Linked DNA regions of Mus musculus: region 2 is linked to region 1. Evidence: chromatin contacts called from public Hi-C data. All regions are on one chromosome and are shown on one strand. The core of a region is the stretch at or near the end of the contact, and the rest is flanking DNA. Distances in the headings are between cores, read along the strand shown.

The links. Hi-C and Micro-C count contacts between places; a contact is called where the count stands out from the background.
Region 2: a Hi-C map of regulatory T cells shows a contact between it and region 1, with 2.9 times the contacts expected there. The contact joins the enhancer-like site here to the promoter of Dkk4 in region 1. A contact is called at or near these places in 9 of 39 promoter capture datasets (the 3T3-L1 cell line, the C10 cell line, embryonic stem cells and 4 more), 1 of 15 datasets of contacts at CTCF or cohesin (pro-B cells), 10 of 484 Hi-C or Micro-C datasets (the G1E-ER4 cell line, the HL-1 cell line, the N1E-115 cell line and 5 more), 3 of 115 datasets of contacts at active chromatin or transcription factors (embryonic fibroblasts, embryonic stem cells and large pre-B cells) and 2 of 9 other capture datasets (liver and macrophages).

What each region holds. Positions count from the first base shown.
Region 1 is chr8:22,621,568-22,626,190 of GRCm38.p6, reverse strand. Dkk4 (dickkopf WNT signaling pathway inhibitor 4) reads right to left here and starts at 2,148. Exons shown (of 4, transcript NM_145592.2): 1 at 1,898-2,148; 2 at 794-944; 3 at 228-380. The coding sequence starts at 2,008.
Region 2 is chr8:22,781,496-22,786,118 of GRCm38.p6, reverse strand. Plat (plasminogen activator, tissue) reads right to left here. Exons shown (of 14, transcript NM_008872.3): 14 at 3,271-4,171. The coding sequence ends at 4,013. Among named protein-coding and RNA genes, the nearest start is that of Ap3m2, 22 kb to the left of the region's middle. Within about 2 kb of position 2,413, at least 103 of the 459 cell types and tissues checked have an H3K27ac peak or open chromatin away from gene starts, as enhancers often do. A contact at or near this core is called in bone marrow-derived dendritic cells, embryonic fibroblasts, regulatory T cells and 1 more, where this site is marked.

The sequences.
Region 1 (4,623 bases), core at 899-3,398:
AGGAAAGCGGCATTTGTTAAATCCCAGCGCAGGGAAAGCCCTGGGTTGGAAGGTTCTCTTCCTAAGCTGTCAACACTAGGGTCTCGCCCTGTCCTGCCCAGTGGAGCCCCATGAGTTGCTCCAAGAGCTCACAGACATGGGGTGAGGGAAGTTAGTCTCAGCCTAAAGGGCTGGGAGGGAGAAAATTGTTTTTAAAATAACATATGCTCTCAGAATGATGCTCTTACCCTTACTGCTTTGTGATTTCTTCGTACTGGGCTTCCCCTGAGGTCTGTTTTCCTCTGCTGGCCATTTAGTGGTTCCTTCTGCATAGGCGCCGTCTTGGCCGTCAGTGTTTCTGTCCATCACTGGCCTTGTGTCTTCCACTGCAGTGCAAACATCTGGGGGACAACCGGTAGTGTTAGTGACTCTGAGGGACAAGAATGGGTGTGCCATTACTGTAGTGCCCAAGAATCTGGCAGCACTTCTTTGTCCCATTTTATAATATATTCCAGAAATAATTGATTAATAAAAATCTCAGTCCATGTGGAAAGATCCAAGCCAGTCCACCTTGAATCTGCCCTTTAAAAATCATTCTATCTATGTCACTGGTCAAGGGTGTTGCCAGGTTATAAATGATTTTGCTTCACCAAAAAAAAAAAAAAAAAAAAAAAAAAGACAGCTACACAAATTTACTTCATCCAGATCCCAAACATCCTAGCCTGGCCCCCATGGTCAGTGCTGCTCTGAGTGACTCACTCCACTGGTGCCATCAGATTGCAGCCCTGGAGGCTTGGAGCCCAAGGTTTCTCACCATTCACACAGACCGTTCCTGGGCAGCACACGGCGCTCCTCTGACACCTCCTGCGAACTCTACGGCACGTGGCACAGAAGGACCGTTCATCGTGAAACGCTAAGCAGAATTTCCCTTCGCTGCAGTCCCTGTCTGATGCACACAGCGAGCCCTGTAGAAGGAAACTTGTTACAGGCTGAGGAATTCACGACACCTAAGAGGTCTTTATCCACGGCAGGGGTTGGGAGGCCAAACTCTAATGACAGTGGGATTGCCAGGGCCAACTTTAGGCACCATGTTAATTTTTCAGCATAATTGGTTTTCTCCTGAAAAGAGTGCATCAAGCTACCTGTGAGAAGATCTTGGCTATTCTGGAACTTGTGTCTGGGGTTAGTCTTTAATCAGTTATGAACCATGCCCCAGCCCCAATTTTACTTCAAAGCTCGAAATTTAATATTCCTACGCTCTTCGTGTAAAACCAAAGTTCTTCATGTGTGTCTTTCAGGTGACAATTATAAGTTCCATTGTCACTCCATCCCCTGCTCCCCAACTGGCCTTTTATCATCTATACTGTGTACGCACTACAGAGAATAGTGTAGTGTAATGTATAGTATCCATAGATGATAATGACCCCTTATACAATTCCCGTGCCGTAGACGGTTACAGTGCTGGGTCATGTCCTAATGTGTTCAAGTCCTAACTCCTACACATCTGCTGTGTAGTCCAAATTCCTATCTTCATCATTGCTAGATAGAAATTTATGCCTATCTCGACTTGTAAGGAAGACAGCTGAGCACAAAGGCCTAGCACATGTACCGCTTTCATTTGGTACTAATTTGTTAATAAATGTAGAGCCCTGACCAGAAAACCTTTTGTTTTGCATGCCTTTTAAAGAGATTTTTTAATCTGCAGTCAGGTTGTCTTCTGACTCACTGACAGCTCCTTAATTCAGCATCCTGAGGGATGGGATTAGAGTATGTGCTCTTTTAATAGTAAACGGTAAGAGAACTGAATTTTATGTGCACACATGCAGTCAGACATAACTTCACTTAGAGGTGAGGGCGCCCTGCCCGGCTGATACAGTGCTATCTTTGCGGATGGTCTCAGTGATCTAGCCACACTTACCTTCCCCGCGCCTTGCACATCCGCGGAGCTCTTGATGTTGTTAAAGTCCAGAACCAGGGCTGCCAGGGGTGAACAAAACCAGCTGAGTCCAAGCAAGGTCACCAGTACCATCCTCAGTCACTCTGGTCTCTCGGAGCTCCAGTACCCCTTGAGTCTTCGAAGGCTGCGCTGCTGAGTGGCCCTAGGTACAATCTGCAAGTCGCCCACAGAGGCCTTTTCTGAAAGAGAGACTCTGCCCAAGGAAGGTGTGTTAAATGAGACAGGCCAGGTCTGACCAGCATACTCTTCCGAAACTATTTATAACCAGACGTGGCCCCTCTTCTCCCTCCCAGCCCACTGTTTCCTTCCTTTTTACCCCACACAGGCTACAACAGATCCCTTCAAATCTTTGATCAATAGTTCAAAACAAGGACTCAGTGGAAGAGACCAGAGGCCACAGAGGCTGTTCCTCCAGGCGGGAATCCCTCTTAATTACCGCATATCAAAGTCAGTTCAAAGGGCTCCCAGCAAAGAAGGATGTTGGTATCAAAGGCAGCTCTGATAATCACCTGCATTTCCGACCCTCAATCCTGTGGGAGGAGGGGCAGATGATGTCTTCACAGCAAGTTGTACTCAAAGAAAGAAGAACTCACATTAGCCAATATGCTGTAGATGTTTAAGAAAAAAAAAAAAAAAACAAACACTAATGAATTACTGAACCTACCCTGAAGTTTAAAGTGGAGAAGGGTAACCTTTAGCCCTGACATCTGGACTCTAAAGTTAGGGTTAGGGTCAAGGTCCTGATAGCTTCCAATTGTGAAATGCTGTCACCTGTTCTGTTCAGATGAATGACATTAGGAAATCACTCTTCTTACAATAAAAATTGAACTCTTTGAAGTCAGTTGTTTTATTAGAAAAATAGTGGGGCGCATAAACACCTGATTTCATTTTCAAGTGTCTTAATTTTTAAACTGATACATAAGAGCTTAAATTGCCACCTGCAGTTCCAGTGTGTGGCAAGTGGAGGCAGAGGGGTCAGGGGTTCAAGGTCAGTCTCAGCTACATAGCGAGTTGAACCCTGCCACAGAAAATAAGGTTTAAAGATTTTTTAACTGCCAGGCAGTGGTGGTGCACACCTTTAATCCCAGCACTTGGGAGGCAGAGGCAGGAGAATTTCTGAGTTCGAGGCCAGCCTGGTCTACAGAGTGAGTTCCAGGATAGCCAGGGCTACACAGAGAAACCCTGTCTCAAAAACAAACAAACAAACAAACAAACAAACAAACAAAAATTTAACTGTACACATGGTATGTGAGGGGGGGGGGGTTGCTCATGTGACTGCAGTGCCCAAGGGGCCCAGAAGATGGCGTCAGAGGCCTGGAGGTGGAGTTACAGGTGGAAAGCTGCCGGATGTGGGTGCTCTTACTTCAGCTGTCTCTCCAGGCTCTACATTGAACTTTGGGTTTGGTTTGATTTGGGTTTTGGAGACAAGGATTCTCTATGTAGCCCTGGATGTCATAGAACCCACTCTGTAGAGCAGGCTGGCCTGGAATTCAAAGGCCCTCTCTACCTCTGCCTCCCAAGTGCTGGGATTAAAAACGTGTGCTGCCACCACTGCCTGGCTTCCTAAATTGGTTTTTGTTTTACCTCTGTTTTGGTTTGGTTTGGTTTGGTTTGGTTTTCAAGACAGGGTTTCTCTGTGTAGCCCTGACTATCCTAGACTCAGTTTGTAGACCAGGCTGGCCTCAGACTCAAAGAAATCTGCCTGCCTAAGTTGAATTTAAAAAAAAAAAAAATGCCTACTTTCATCCTTTTTCTCATATATATATGTATATACATATATATATATATATATACACACACACACATTTTTTTTAAATGGAGTTTCACTGTATCACCCAGGCTGCCCTCAAACTCCTGCCTGGCTCAAGCATCTTTGCCTCTGCCTCTGCCTCTGCCTCTGCCTCTGCCTCTGCCTCTGCCTCTGCCTCTGCCTCTGCCTCTGCCTCTGCCTCTGCCTCTGCCTCTGCCTCTGCCTCTGCCTCTGCCTCTGCCTCTGCCTCTGCCTTTGCCTCGATTATCACCCACCCCAAAGTGCCAACTCGGCTGTTACAGAAGTTTTGAACACTTTAAGGAGAAAAACAAACTGGGTGCAGAGGGGAAAAGGCCTTTTAGTCCTCCTCACATTCTTTTCAGTCTGGCCTGAGCCTAGGCTTGTTTAAAATCTACCAAGGCAGGGGCTGGGAGTTGCCATTAGAGCACTTGCAGCTCTTGTAGAGGACCTGGGTTCAATTCCCCTCGCCCACAAGTAGGCTCACAACAGTCTGTAACCAGGGAATCGGACGCTCTCTTCTGACCTCATCCGGCTCCAGGCACACACTGATGCACATATACAGATGATGCAGATGCAGGCAAAACACTTATACACACAAAATAATAAAATCTTTAAAACTTAAATGAATCTAACAAGAACAGTTTTCTGTTAAGTGGCTTTGCTGAGTCTTCCTGCAGGAACCCTCTGCAGCCCAACGCAGCCAGGGACCCATGTGACACACTGTAGTGCTGAGGACATTCTCAGTAGGGAGTTCCCAGGCAGGACTCTGCTCTCAACTGCACCAGGGCAGGGGCCTCTCTGTACAGCCCCCTTGCTGGCAGGGATGCTCTGGGGACTGGGACTTCCTCCTTCCTATTTTATACCATTGTCATGCGCACTGCTAACATCAAAACCCTGAGTAATTCAACAAGCAGGA
Region 2 (4,623 bases), core at 1,164-3,663, 160 kb before region 1:
TCAGAGGTAAAGAGCACTGGCTGTTCTCCCAGAGGATCAGGGTTCAATTCCCAGCACCCACGTGGAAGCTCACATCTGTAACTCCAGTTCCAGAGACTGCAACTGCTTCACACAGCCAAAACACCATTGAACATTTTTTTTTAAAGTTCAGTTTCTGTTTCTCTTAGACACTACATATGTATGTCTCTATTGGGAGACAGGTTCTATATACCACAGCCTTCATGATGAAATGAAAGGACAGCCTGTGGGGGTAGGGTGGGTGTCACTTCTCTGTTTCCTTTATGTGACTCCAGAGGACTCAAGTCATCAGGTTTGGCTGTAAGTGGCTTCACTCATGGATCCAGGTTGGTTTATTTGGGTTTTTTTGCCCACTTCTCACACATGTCTCTAGTACAGTGCCCTCCCTTTTCCCTAGCAACTTTGCAAATATTAAATGGAAAACCCCAGGAAAGGGCAACCTTTCAGGTTGTGTATTATTCTGAGCAGCGTGATGAAGTCTTTCACTGACTTGCCATCCCACCCTGGCAGGCCCCATCTTTCCCTGGACACAGATCACACCTTGCCCCTGGTCTCGCTGGCCACTAAGGACCGGCCAGTCTCCACTCTTAACAATGGCCATAGTATCTGGTCTCTTTGTGCTCAGGTAACCGCTATTTTATTTAGTAGCCCTACTTCACAAGTAAATGCGGGGGGGGGGGGGTTCGGGGGGGGGTTGGATAGGCCAGTGAAAAAATAAGAAGACTGAAAGAAAATGCTTCCTCTCAATGAGAAATTCAAAGTTCCCAATAAGAACAAAAATCCCACGTGAATGCCTCAGTAAGGACAATACTTGTAACTGAAATTGTAAAGCACTTAAAAAAACATATGCAAAAAACAAAACTCCCACTGGGATCTTGGAATGGGTTCTGTACAGATCAGGGCTGACTGCTGTATCCCTTCCCTCGGTCTTGTTTTAGAGGGATTGGGCCTGGGAGCAGGAAACGTCATCAACTTATATTTTCTTCTATGCCAGTAGGTGGTGACTAGGTGCCATCAAAACTGGTTGTGATTGTTAATGGCTTTAAAAAGGGACTTGATGAGAAGCCCAAGGGATCTGAAACACTAAAGATTGTGTGCTCAGCTTTTGTATACGGAATTGAAGTCTATTAGACCTTGCCATGCACAGACCTGGGCTCTGTGCTCCTCTGGTCTCTGACAACCAAAACCCACCATGCAGTTATCTGGGATCATAGTTGCTCTTTGGGTCTGCTATCCTCTTGTATTACCAACCAGGAATAATGAGGTAGCATTGACTTCCCCTTGACTGGTCCCCTTCTGGTGAATTCCAGACTTCGCACCCTGCATTTCCTAACCAACTCTGGGCAGGGATGAGCTCGCCTGACCCTTTAATATGATTCATATGACCGTCCAGTTGGACACTTCCCTGCAAGAATGAGCAATTGTCTTCATCTGTGTATGGTTTCCAGGACTCCCCTCAGGAATGTTGGGGCCTTTTGACTTTGTATTCCCATCCCAGGAGGCTTTTCAGCTTCGGTTTCAGTCTCAGTAATCCTAGTGTCTGAAGAAAGTCTTTTCCAGTGGGGGAGGGAGGAAGCCAGCTTCCACCCGAGGGCCTGGGAGAGCCTTGCTTCCTGCTATCTCAAGCGTTCTTTTCCAGAAATGAACTGAGATGCACCTCTGTCTAAAATCTTAGATCAGAGCATGAAGGCCGACTCATGTGAAGTCAAGAAATCTATGACTTAGTCTCTGACTCCAATGGGTGGAACTGGTCTGGGTACTTCAGAGATTTCGGGAAATCACCTGACACCTCCCCCATCAAGTCCCTGGCCTTTAGCAAATGTCTTTTGTGAGTTTAAACTACTTTTCTCCCAAGAGCCTCTAACAGGGCAGTACCAATAAATTCTAGAGAGATAAGACTTTTCTTTCTCTTCCAAAATAAGAAATTAATTAGCCACACCCAAAAGCAAGCATTACATCATGAGATAGACTCTTGGAACGAAGATGTGGTGAAGAAAGCTGGGACAGAGGTTGTGTCCCATGATTGGGAAGACAGTGTGCAGGGGCCAGAGAGAGATGAGCCACAGAGTGCATACCACACAGGCCTAAAGTGTGATGCTCCAACCTGTGGCAGAAGGGGAGAAACGGCTTCTGAGAGGTCTCCTCTGACTTGAACACCCGCACTCCCGTGCGTACACACCTGCCGACACCCACGTCACACACACTAAAGAAAGGGGATGCTGGAGAGGCAGGGCTGAAGCAGCACATTTGTGTGCATTGGCTTGCAAGCTAATTGTTCCTGGGGAGTAGAAAACCAAAGCAGAATGGGGGTGGGGGATGGGGGGGGGAGAAAGCAACCAAGACAGTAACGTGTAGTCTGACTGAACCATCTCTGGTTGAGCCGTTGCTGTCAGTAAGGGTTTTCTTCCTCGGTGTTGCCGTAGTTACTGTCCACAGACTAACACAGCTGTCTGCTCAGACTGTGGTCATAGTGTGGTTGATTTTTCCAGATGTATCTTCAGTTTATCACCTCCTGGAACAAAACAGTTATTTGGTCTCCAGGGTTCCTGGTTTCTAGTCTGCAGTCCTGATCGAGAGTTCTTATCAGATGGGGGAGGGGGGATAGGGCGGGGGGGGGGGCTGCAGCTCAGTGGTAGAGTACATACAAGGCCCTCAGTTCAACCCTCAGTCCCATGATGGCAGGTTGTAGCTTTGTGCCAGCAAGATGGCTCAGTGAGTAGAGATGCCCACTCCTGAGTCGAAGCCCCAGGATCCGCACGGTGAATGCAAAGAACAGACTCTGCCACATACCCCGTGACTTCCACATATGCAATATAACTGCCCCCCCACATACAATAAATATTTCAAAAGACTTTTTTTTAAAGTTCACTTAAGTTCCATGTCAACTCTCCCTGCCCTATTTCTTCTTAAAAAATGTATTTACTTGTATTTTATGTACATTGTGTTTTGACTGCGTGTATGTCTGTGTGAGGGTGTCGGATCCCCTACAACTGAAGTTACAGACAGTTGTGAGCTGCCATACGGTTGCTGGGAATTAAACCCAGGTCCTCTGGAATAGTAGTCAGTGCTCTTAACCATTTAGCCACCTCTCCAGCTCCCTCCCCCATTCTATTTCTATTGGGTGGCACCCAGAATATTGCCTTGGGGGTGAAAATTTCCACACATTGACTGAATAAAAGGAAATCTTTCAATTGATTCAAAAAGAGAAAAGAAAAGAAATGTGAACACAAATAAGCCATGGATATGCACCAGTGGAAAAGTGTGAAAAATACCTCTGAATTTATTATTTAAGTACAGTATAATACAAAGTTATAGTAACAAAGTAAAAACTAAAATAGATTAAAATATAAATATACTAGTGTTATTCATCAATTATTAAAATCATACAGTTCTCCCAACCATCTATAGAGTTTATAAAGAAAAAGACATTTACACTGTATACAAAGGGATATGTCCCAAGAGTTGAGGAGTGTGGAGGGATGGGGAGTGCATGATCTCAAGGATTTTATGGTGCTGTGATTCGGCCAGATACCCCTTCCTTCTCGTGGAGGCCCTGTGGGGCCCCCTGTGTAACTATAAAAACACATTCTTGTCCCCAGTGCAAACTTTCACTCCTGAAAGATCAAGTTGTATTTTTTTGCTGTTGAGACATGATCTTGTGGTTCAGTGTACAACATAGTGGACCAGGAGGGCAGACTTTGGTCTACCTCTCTTTTTAAAATCCTAGAGTTATAGGAAGGTTGGCATCTCCCTGTCATCTCATCTGACAGGATTTATTCTAAAGCCAGACCTTCATCCTTAAAACTTACAAGTTGTGAAGTACCTGTCACAGGTAAATGCTACATCTGCTCCCAAAGACCCCCCTCCCCTCTCCCGAGTGGCAGCTCACGAAGATGATGGTGTAAAGAATGCTTGGCCTTTTAGGCGCATCTTCTGTAGAAGAGGAAGAGGAAGGCAGGTCCTCCTCTGGATTGAAGGAGCTGGGCTTTCTTTGTCATTGCTTCATGTTGTCGTGAATCCAGTCTAGGTAATTCGTAACCTTTGTGTAGACCCCAGGCACATCCTTCTGCCCACAGCCGAGGCCCCAGCTGATAATGCCAGTCAATGTCATCTGTTTATTGATCATGCACACCAGAGGGCCTCCCGAGTCACCCTGTGGAAGAGCATAGGTCAGTGGTTTGTACGCGTGGCAGACTATTTGGAAGATTTCTATTGCTATTTGTACTTTGGTGACTGCAGCCCTCAAAGTATTTGATTCAGAGAGAGAGAGAGAGAGAGAGAGAGAGAGAGAGAGAGAGAGAGAGAGAGAGAAAGAGAGAGAGAGAGACTGAGACTTGAGGCTCAGTTATTTTGATGGTATAGATTAGGCTGTATATGAAGGAATTCTGATAAAACAGCATTTAAGGCATGGTGACACGTGCCTTTAAGCACAGCATTCAAAAGGCAGAGGGAGGTGGATGTCTTTGAGTTCAAGGCCAACCTGGTCTACATATAGAGTTCCGTGCTACTGAGGACCACACAGTGAGTGAAGCCCTGTCTCAAAAAGACCAATTGATAAGTAAAAATCCACTAAAACTTTCCAAACACAGACTTAAGGTAACTGTT